2 separate regions of the Mus musculus genome follow, and region 2 is linked to region 1. A link is a contact called in public HiChIP or PLAC-seq data. All regions are on one chromosome and are shown on one strand. The core of a region is the stretch at or near the end of the contact, and the rest is flanking DNA. Distances in the headings are between cores, read along the strand shown. Region 1 holds the start of Mafg (v-maf musculoaponeurotic fibrosarcoma oncogene family, protein G (avian)). Region 2 holds the start of Sectm1a (secreted and transmembrane 1A).

The links. HiChIP or PLAC-seq counts read pairs in DNA pulled down with a chosen protein or histone mark.
Region 2: a contact with region 1 is called in a FOXA1 HiChIP or PLAC-seq map of pancreatic cancer cells. The contact joins the promoter of Sectm1a here to the promoter of Mafg in region 1. A contact is called at or near these places in 1 of 39 promoter capture datasets (liver) and 3 of 115 datasets of contacts at active chromatin or transcription factors (the SCID.adh cell line, memory CD8 T cells and pancreatic cancer cells).

Annotation. Positions count from the first base shown.
Region 1 is chr11:120,631,339-120,635,917 of GRCm38.p6, reverse strand. It overlaps Mafg (v-maf musculoaponeurotic fibrosarcoma oncogene family, protein G (avian)), which reads left to right and starts at 2,371. Exons shown (of 3, transcript NM_010756.3): 1 at 2,371-2,556. Gm17586 (predicted gene, 17586) reads right to left here and starts at 2,168. Exons shown (of 3, transcript NR_165823.1): 1 at 1,426-2,168.
Region 2 is chr11:121,078,616-121,083,194 of GRCm38.p6, reverse strand. Sectm1a (secreted and transmembrane 1A) reads left to right here and starts at 2,056. Exons shown (of 6, transcript NM_145373.2): 1 at 2,056-2,112.

The sequences.
Region 1 (4,579 bases), core at 1,122-3,621:
TAACTTTTTCCCCCCCCTTCTCTTTGTTTTCTTGAGATAGGGTTTCTCTGTGTAGCCCTTGCTGTTCTGGAACTGTATTTGTTTGTTTGTTTGGTTGGTTTTTCGAGACAGGGTTTCTCTGTATAGCCCTGGCTGTCCTGGAACTTACTCTGTAGACCAGGCTGGCCTTGAACTTCCAAGTGCTGGGATTAAAGGTGTGCGCCATCACCACCTGGCTAGAACTGTTTTTGTTTTTTTGTTTATTTTAAGATCTATTTACTATTATAAGTACACTGTAGCTGTCTTCAGACACACCAGAAGAGGGCATCAGATCTCATTACAGATGGTTGTGAGCCACCATGTGGTTGCTGGGATTTGAACTCAGGACCTTCGGAAGAGCAGTCAGTGCTCTTAACCACTGAGCCAGCCCCTAGAACTGGTTTTTATAGACCATGTTGGCCTTGAACTCAGAGACCTACCTGCCTCTGCCTCCTGAGGACTGGGGTTAAAGGCCTGTGCTAACATGTCCAGCAACTCCCAGCTACTCTTGGCTGCAAGGCTTTGCAGCTAATCTGAGCAACAGAAAAAAAGGAAAGAGAGAAAGAAAGAGAGAAAGAAAGAAAGAAAGAAAGAAAGAAAGAAAGAACAAAGCGGATGTGGGAGCTCATGGCTGTGGTCCCAGCATTTGGGAGGCTGAAGCAGGAGGGTTGCTGCTGACCAACAGAGCCTATAGACTAAGACCCTATCTCATAACTAGAACAAGAACAAAGGGAGGGAGGATGAAGATAAGTAACAGAAACCCAGAGGTCTTGTCTCAGGGGTTTTATTGCCATGAAGAGACTCCATTCGGCAGCTCTTCTAAAGGAAAACATCTCATTGGGTCTGGCTTACGCTTTCAGAGGTTTAATCCATTATTGTCATGGAGAGTAGCAAGACTGAATCAGGGCCGACTTGCTGCTGGAGGATGGGCTTAGTTAGAGTTCTGCATTCTGAAGGCTGCAAGAAACTGTAAGTCACACACGGGCATAGCTTGAGTATATAAGACCTCAAAGCCTGTCCCCACAGAGACAATCGTCTTCCAACAAGACCACACCTCCTAATAGTGCCATTCCCTATGGGCCAAGCATTTAGACACGGCATTTAGAATTCATGCAGGCCATTTCTATTCAAACCACCACAAGGCATAAGGAGTAATTCTCTGTATTCTGAGACTCTGGCTACAGCCAGTGAAAGATAAAAGCTCCCCCCCCCCCACTCCCCAAAGAAATACAATGTAAAGAATTACTTTTTGAGGCTGGGTGTGGTGGCACATGTTTTTAATCCCAGCACTAGAGAGGCAGAGGCAGTCGGATCTCTGAGAGTTTGGGGCCAGCCTGGTCTAAACCTTGTCTCAAGAAACCAAATTTGACACAAAGGACACACACAGGCCCCCTCCAGCCTGCTTACCCCCTTTTCCTTGTCACCTATGTTACAGAACGAGTCACCTTTTCACGATTCCCAGAGAAGACAGGGTCAAATAGAACGTTCAGAACCTCGAAATGAAAACTTGATCCCTCCTACTTTCCTTCTTTTTTACTTTTTCAACAGCAGCGAGAAGTCTCACAGAAAAAGTAGCAGCAGAATGCACCCAAAGTAGTTTCAAATGCGGCAGAGAAGGGTTGGGCAAAGTGCACAACTCCTACAGTGCACGCACACTACCCGAAGAGATGGTCCACGGCCGCAGGTGAAGCCCCTAGCACCCTCCGGAGATTAGAATCATTAGTGAGCGTCCTCCAAGCCTTCGTGTCATCGTGGATAGTTTGGGGATCTGAGCTGGGGTTGGGGCTGTGCCCCTCAACAGCCGTGTCCTTTTCAGACTGCTGACCCATTTAGAATGAGGACGTCGCAGCAGAACGGGGTAAGGAACTAAATCACTGTGTCACACCTTCAAAACAGCAAATAGGTTCCCGCGTGGTGACGCTCATCTGTGAGTTCCGCTTTCAGGGGGCCGAGGCAGGAGCATCTCAGGGAATTGAAATCCAGTCTGCTCGCTGTACAGTGAAACTATGCATCCAAGTGAAGAAAATCAAACAAACCTCCCATAGACCTCGGTCTGAGTTGGTGTGGAGATCGGGAGGGAGCTAGAGGCATCCGAGTTGGGGCCACTCCGTAGAACCTGTCTCTGCAGGAGCACGGTCAACCCGGCGAGCGCCGGGACGACTCCCGCGAGACATTGCCAGGGCGCGGCGGGCGTTGCCAAGGGCAACGGCGCGGGGCTGCGCAGGCGTGATGGGGGCGCGCTCGCCTTGCTGCCGCCTCGCCTTTCCCTTTAAGCTTAGGCCAGCCGCGTCGCCGCTTCATGAATGGAACCCACGTGACCAAACATCATGTGACGTCTGAGGAGCGGCGGCGGCGGCGGATTCTGAGCCCGGTCCGGCCCGGCCTTCCCAGCGCGCTTGGCCCGGCCCGCGCAGGCGGCCAGTCCTCCTAAGCCCCCGGCCCGGACCCTTCGCGCCCGCCCCAGCCCCGCGCAGCCCCGGAGCGCGCGCGCGCGGCCCCGCCCCAGCCCCGCCTTGGCCCGCCCGGGCCCGCAGTGTGGTGAGTGCGCGGGGCTGGGGCGGGCGGCGGGGCCTGGCCTCGGGGTTGCGGCGCACCCGACGGCAGCGCGTGCCTTGGTTTCCCCGCCAGCCGGCTGTTCGCCTGTGTCCCCCTAGAGCCGGCGGACCGGGCGACCGCGAGGCTGGGGACGGGCGTGCGCGCGGCGGCGGACCCCGGGTGCCCTGCGGGGGGCGCGATTTAAGGGCGAGCTGCGCGCGTCTGCCCGGGTCAGCGGGGTGGCCGCACCGAGCTGCTGACTCATCAGGTGTCCGTCGGCTTCCGCGCGGGCGGGGTCGCGCGCGGGCCCACAGGGGAGGCGGCGGGGAGACCCTGCTGCGCGGCTTGGGCTCGCCACGCGGGTGCGAGCCCAGCGGAGACGTGCTGAGTCATCAGCATGAGGTCACTCGGTGCTCCTGCTGACGCTGGGCCAGGGCGGGGGGCCGGGGCCCGCTATCGGCCGGTCTAGTCGGGAGACAGGGCTCGATCCGGGTGGTGAAGGTCGGGCCGGGATCCGGGGTCGTGTTTAAGTTTGACAGACCTGTGAGTTGGAGGCAAAGGCTCCGAAGGAGGCATTGCAGGGGCGCGCCGCAGGTTTCTCCCGGGGTGGAAGGTAAAGCCCCGGGCGTGCGCATCCTTGCCTGGTTCTTGGGCTCCTGGCCCGGGTCCCACAACTGGGGCAGTTCCCCAAACCCGGAGACCGATCGGTGTACGCTGAGGGGAGGAGCTTAGGTGGGCCGAGCCAGCTCGTCTGGGAAGCAAGCTTTCCTTCTCTGTGACCCTGAATGGCCAGGCTTCGTCGGTCCTAGATGGGGAAGACCGGGAGGCAGGGGGAGAAGGGTCTGTGGCTTGAAAGAAGCTGGGGCAGCTCTAACCAGCTAAGGAGAGCAGAGTGTGGATCTAGGCAGCTGGTGAGAGTTTTTGAGGTGCAACCATGGAGTAGAAGATGTAGTTTTATTTATCCCAATGTTATTCCTTTCAGAAGAGTTTGGGGTCCCACTGTTGCCTGGAGTTACCAAAAAGTGTGTGTGCCCTGTTGGGTGTCTGGAGACTCTTGGGAGGTGACAGTTTTGTGGGGTGTGGCTGAATGGCTGTTTACTGACTTATCTGTCGTGAAGGTTCTTGAACTCCATCCTACTGCTTTCCTTGCCCAGGGATTCATGTCTAGACTGTGCTTACCTTGTGGTTTGTGCTAAGGGATGTCCCCTTAACCCTGAGCCCTGAGGCTGCTCATAGGTGCAGTGTTTTTTTCATTTGGTGTGGAACTTGCCCTATGAAACTTCAAGGTTCCAGAAAATTGTTAAACTCCGGAGGCACTGTGCTTCAGTGAACTTAATGTTTTCCGTTCTCTTCAAACAATGTCAGTACCTGAAGGAGAGAAGACCTACGTAGGGGGTCTCCTGCATTGAGGTTTACAGGCAAGGTTTAGCAAGGAAGGGTCACTATCTTGCTTGAGACTAATGTCCAGATTGTCTAGTGTGAGAGGACAGAGGTGCCCAAACCCCTTCTTTAAGGGTCAGCCTGAATGAGTGGTCCAGAGCCCCTTGGTGTCTTGAGTCTGTCCATAACTGTGAGTACTTGGAGGGCTGAGTTGGAGGCAGCAGGTCCAGATCAGCTTCTCTGAGCTTCTTCCTCAGGCTCTGGAAAGCTCTCTAAACTGTATCCCTCAGCACAGCTGTCCCCCCCAGAACTGTCTGCCTAGTCACTGTGTCCCTAGGTTTGCAGAAGCCAGGCAGGTAGCTGGAAGAATTGGCTTTCCTGAGACCTGCCCTTCCCCCTTAAGCACACATGCGTATAAACATGTACACACACTCGCTCTAACACACACACATTCTCTCTCTCTCTCTCTCTCTCTCTCTCTCTCTCTCTCTCTCTCTCTCTCTCTCTCTCTCTCTCTCTCTCTCTCTCGTGCACCTTTGATCAGGAGGCAGTTGGCTGCACTTGTGCTGAGTTCAGGCCTTTGGTGGAGGTAAAATCTGTTGAGAAGGCACTTTTCAGCTCCCAGCCGCCACACTCTGCACTTTCC
Region 2 (4,579 bases), core at 807-3,306, 450 kb before region 1:
AAGAGAAATGGAGAAAGAGAATTAAAAAGGAAGCTGGCCTGACTGCCACTGTACAGCTGGGATTATTCTAGCCTGCTTGCTCTTCTCTTTTTCCTTATTACTTTCAAAATACACAAACTGGTTTCACTTTCACCGTGTGTGGGCGGTTTCAGAGGAAACAAACTTTACTTAACTGTGAAGGGCATCTCTGTGATGAGATACTGGTACCTCAGCCATCACTTAACCCCTCACCACCGGAAGCTTTGCCCCATAGGCCAGAGGCCCCTTCAGACATACAAAGACCTTGATGGCCCTGCCTGCGAGATGCAACCAGAGCAGGGAAAAGGGCAACAGAAACTTGGGCTGCAGTCTGGGGACAGGGACAAGGATCTAGAAGACATGAGGTCATGGTCATTGGGATTTCTCTCCCATGTGAAATGAGATGGCAGGGGGGTGTCTCTGCAGAACCCTGGAGAGTTCTGCCCAGCCTCAGGATCCTATGCAACGGCTGGATTCCACACTCATACGGTCTTGTCTTTCCTGAGGGAGGCTGTGAGCTTTTTGTTTTTATCTGAGAACTTGAAGGAACTTACTGCTTTGAAAGAGCACAAAGGACATTGTTCTCTGTGGTCAGCTCTGTACTCTGGGCTGCAGGCCATTCTCCTAGGCTCAGTGTGTCCCTAGCCCTTCTCATTTCCTGAATACCTGTGACGTTCTAGATGTTCCGCCTGTGGGACATCAGGTCCCTCCTGCTCATCCCCATAGCGGCAGGCTCCCAGAGTTGCAGTCAGCTTCTTTTTCTTCCTTTTTCTTTCTGTAATTGGGCAGAGGGTGGGGCAGAGAGGAACCACATCCAACTGTCCATCAGTAACTTTCTTTGAGGCTTGGTTGCATTGTGCCTGGAGACTGTAGGGACTTCTTTTAGTGTCCAGAGATTGCTATTCATCCCTGTGCCAGCATGCCAAGTTAAGGCTCGATGTGCAAAAGTATGCCTACTGCCCAGCCCCTCCAGGGATCTTCACCCATAGAGCAGTCATCTTAGTGTTCTCCCACTGGATCTACACAAGGCCATAGACACCTTACAGAGTCACCGTGGGGCCTAAAGTCTTGCCCTAGTGTCCACTGTATTCATGTGGGCATAGGCTTTATAAATGTCTCATCACAGCTCACAAAGTCACTCGGGATGTAAACCAACCCTCTTCAGGGTCTCACAATCTATCTCCTGCCCCACAAGCAGATCATCCCAGGGTCCCTCATTGCATCTACAGCCATAGACTCCTCCTTCCACTGTCCACGAGAAAATTAACAGTGCGGGCACTGAGCTGACCCCACAGCCCTGCTAAGCCATGAGGGATACTGGAGCTGAGCATGGGGCTGGCTTAAGATTGGGTCTACAGCAGCCCGTCCTTTCTATAGCAGTGGTGGACAGCAGTCTCTGCTTCTCACAGTGAAGCTTCTCAAACGTAATCCTTGTTGCGAAAACTCTTTGCAAGGAGCAGTTGTCAAATGCCTGCAGTCTCCTTGAATCTGACATATTTCAGGTGGGGCCAGGGTGTCCTCCAGGGTTTGTCTACAAGGCATAGGACCCTAGTGTAGATTGGCAAGATCTCTGTTCTGGCATTTTACAGTAGGGCTGACAAAGGATGTCACTCCTGCCCATTCCATCTTACCCCTGTCAAACACCCCAAGGATAACCAGATGAACCAAGCTGTCTTCCATAGCTCAACCCTAAGGCACATTCTGACCTGACCCCTGCAGGAAAACAAACCCACACAGCTCCCAAAAGAGCAGCCCCTAAACCCTGAATCAAACATCAGCTCCAGCCAGGGATTTCCTAGAAAAAGCCTGGACCCTCCTCCAGGGTTCCTGAGACGCAACTAATGAAGCTAATACGAGACTTCTACAAAACATATGCATGAGAGAATCACTAAGAAACTCATGGTGCTGTTACATTAACTCAGAGAAGTTCCTGGAAGTTGAATGCCTTCCTACAGAGTGTCTGGCAAGGAACAGGACAGGCTGCCTCATCTAGCCCCTCCCTCCAGGCTTTCAGTTTCCCGTTGGCTTGGACAAGTTCAGTCATCCAGGGCAGCAGTGGAGGTAACATTGGAGAGCTTGCTGGAGAAGGGACAGGTGAGAGGCTGGGGTGTGCGGAAGAGAGGACTTGAGGGCACCCAGGTTCTCTGTGGGCTGAGGGTTTTGTGGAGTGGGGGCTGCCTCACATAAGGGATGAGCAAAGAAGAGCCAGGCCATCAGCCTGGGATTCAGGAAACACAGGAGGCAGGGCTGTGGACAGCATTCAGCAGGGCCTGTGTGTTTCGGGTGCCTCAGGCGTAGCTCTGGAGGGGTAGAGGCAAGCATAGCTCTAGTTCTTCACATTCACAGAGTGGGACAGGTAGCACAGAGTCCTCCTCTCTGCCCTCAAAACATGAATGTGGAGGACTTGAAGGAAGGGAGGACCAAGAGTGCTCCAGGCCTGTGAATGACAAAAATGTACTTGTCCGGTAGCACGGGTTCCTGCAGCATCTCATCACCCAAAGCTGTGTGCACACTTTTATGTAGGATCCTGAACCTTTGCCCTCTCTCACATCCACATCCTGAACATTCACACATGCCCACATGTACCCACAGCGCGCACACACACACACACAAGTACACGTATACATGCACATGGACACACATACACATGCATACACACAAGCACATTTACACATGCACACATATACACACATATACATATGCACACACATACACACATATACATGTACACACACATACACACTTACACATACACGCATACACATGCATACACATGCATATACACACACACATTCATACACACACATGCTTCCAGCCAGACGCCAGACGCCAGGGTGTTCAGTGACTCCTTCCCATTCTCCCTCCTATTTTTTCTTTGAAGATCTCTCTCTCTCTCTCTCTCTCTCTCTCTCAAAAGAGCTCCCGCTTTCAAGTTGATATCTGCAGTTTGAAAAACAAGTTATCTGTCTTGGGTATAAGAGTTGTAGCTATGATGTCTCTGGAAAGTACGGCCCTGAAAGGTCTCAAGTTTTGCAAGGAGGAGAATATCTGTTACCAACAAAGGTGGAGGCTTTCTGTGTCAGCTATGCTTCCTAGTAACATGCTAGGACATAAATGTCATGGGGGCTAGGCACGGAGGGGACACACACAACAGGCCACTACCATGAAGGATGTGCTGGCTGCCATCTGAGCCAGGGTCCACTGTGCATCTGACTGAGCTGGGTGCTGTGCTGGCTGCAGATGGCCAGATAGGACCTCCAGCTTCTGGCCTCACATCTTAGCTAGAGGCAGATGCTCCACTGGGTCTGTGACACTGCTAAGCTCTGAATTCTCCCAAGGGACTGGAACAGGATCTGTGGCCATGGGTGGGAGGGTCTCCAGTTGATGGCTGGCCCTTGGCATTATGTCCTTACATAATGTCCTCCAGGCAGGAGAAACCTTGGTCTACCCTCTGCCTGCTGTGCCTGGAACTAGGTCGGGGAGCTGGGGTACAGCCCTGTCTCTGAAAGGACATCTGCAGGCAGTGAAGAAAGAGCCTGTGGCCCAGAAGAGGGAAGTCTACTGATGGACAAGAACAAAGGTGGTGTCTCTGAGGCCAGGAATTCTTCGGTGGTCTCCAGAAGGGACCCAAAAAAGCTTAGATCACCACAGGACAGACATCTGTGACAAAACAGTAGCTTTGACCAGTCTTAGTGGGGGGTGGCTTTAGATGACTTGCCAAGGCTCCAGGGCAGATTATACAATGGTGCTGAGCCTGAGCAATGTATTTTATATAGCATGGTCCATTGAGACACCTACAGCCAAAGGACATCACTGATGTCCCTTCCCCACTGCCAACACTAGCAGTGTTGTCTACTGAAGAGATACGTGGGAAACAAGACCCAGAAGTGGCAGAGTCTCCCTCTGGACCAAGAGGTGAGGCAGATGGAGGTTAAGATGAGATCCAGCCCCGTGCATAGCCCAATTTGTGGTGGGACAGCACCCCAGAAAGGGACCTCTCTTCAGCGGCTGCAGTTCTGAGAGCAGAAGGGAATCCCAGGGACCCAGCAAAGCCATCACTTATGAGGTTGTGTCCTGGCAGAAACGTTAGAATTGGAGAAAGCGTTTCATAACATTATCTCAGGGAAAGTGTTATGTGGATCTTGTCAGAGATGGAAAGCCCCCTCAAGAGACCTGCCACACCTTTCTAGATGATTCCACCCATTCAGGTTCCCAGAATGCTGGAGAACTGGTTATATGAATCCTGGTGATGGACAGGGGTGGGAAGCACTAAAAAGCTGAGTTTGTAGGTGCGGAGGAAGGATATAAGAGTTGTCGTTCTGGCTGGGAAACAGATCTATAGGGAGATAAAAACCAAGGAGGGGAGATTGTTTTGGCCAGGTGCTGAGTCAGGTGTCAAAGTTGCTTGCTGAAACCTGTAAGGTAAAGGTGAATGCCCAAGGCAAGACCACAGCTGCCTGGTGTCAGGGCTCATGGTGTGTTGGGCATCGAGTCCTGCTTACCCAGTGTAATGGCTGCACATAGAGGACTCTCACACTGGCAGTTTTCAACACAGCTTCAG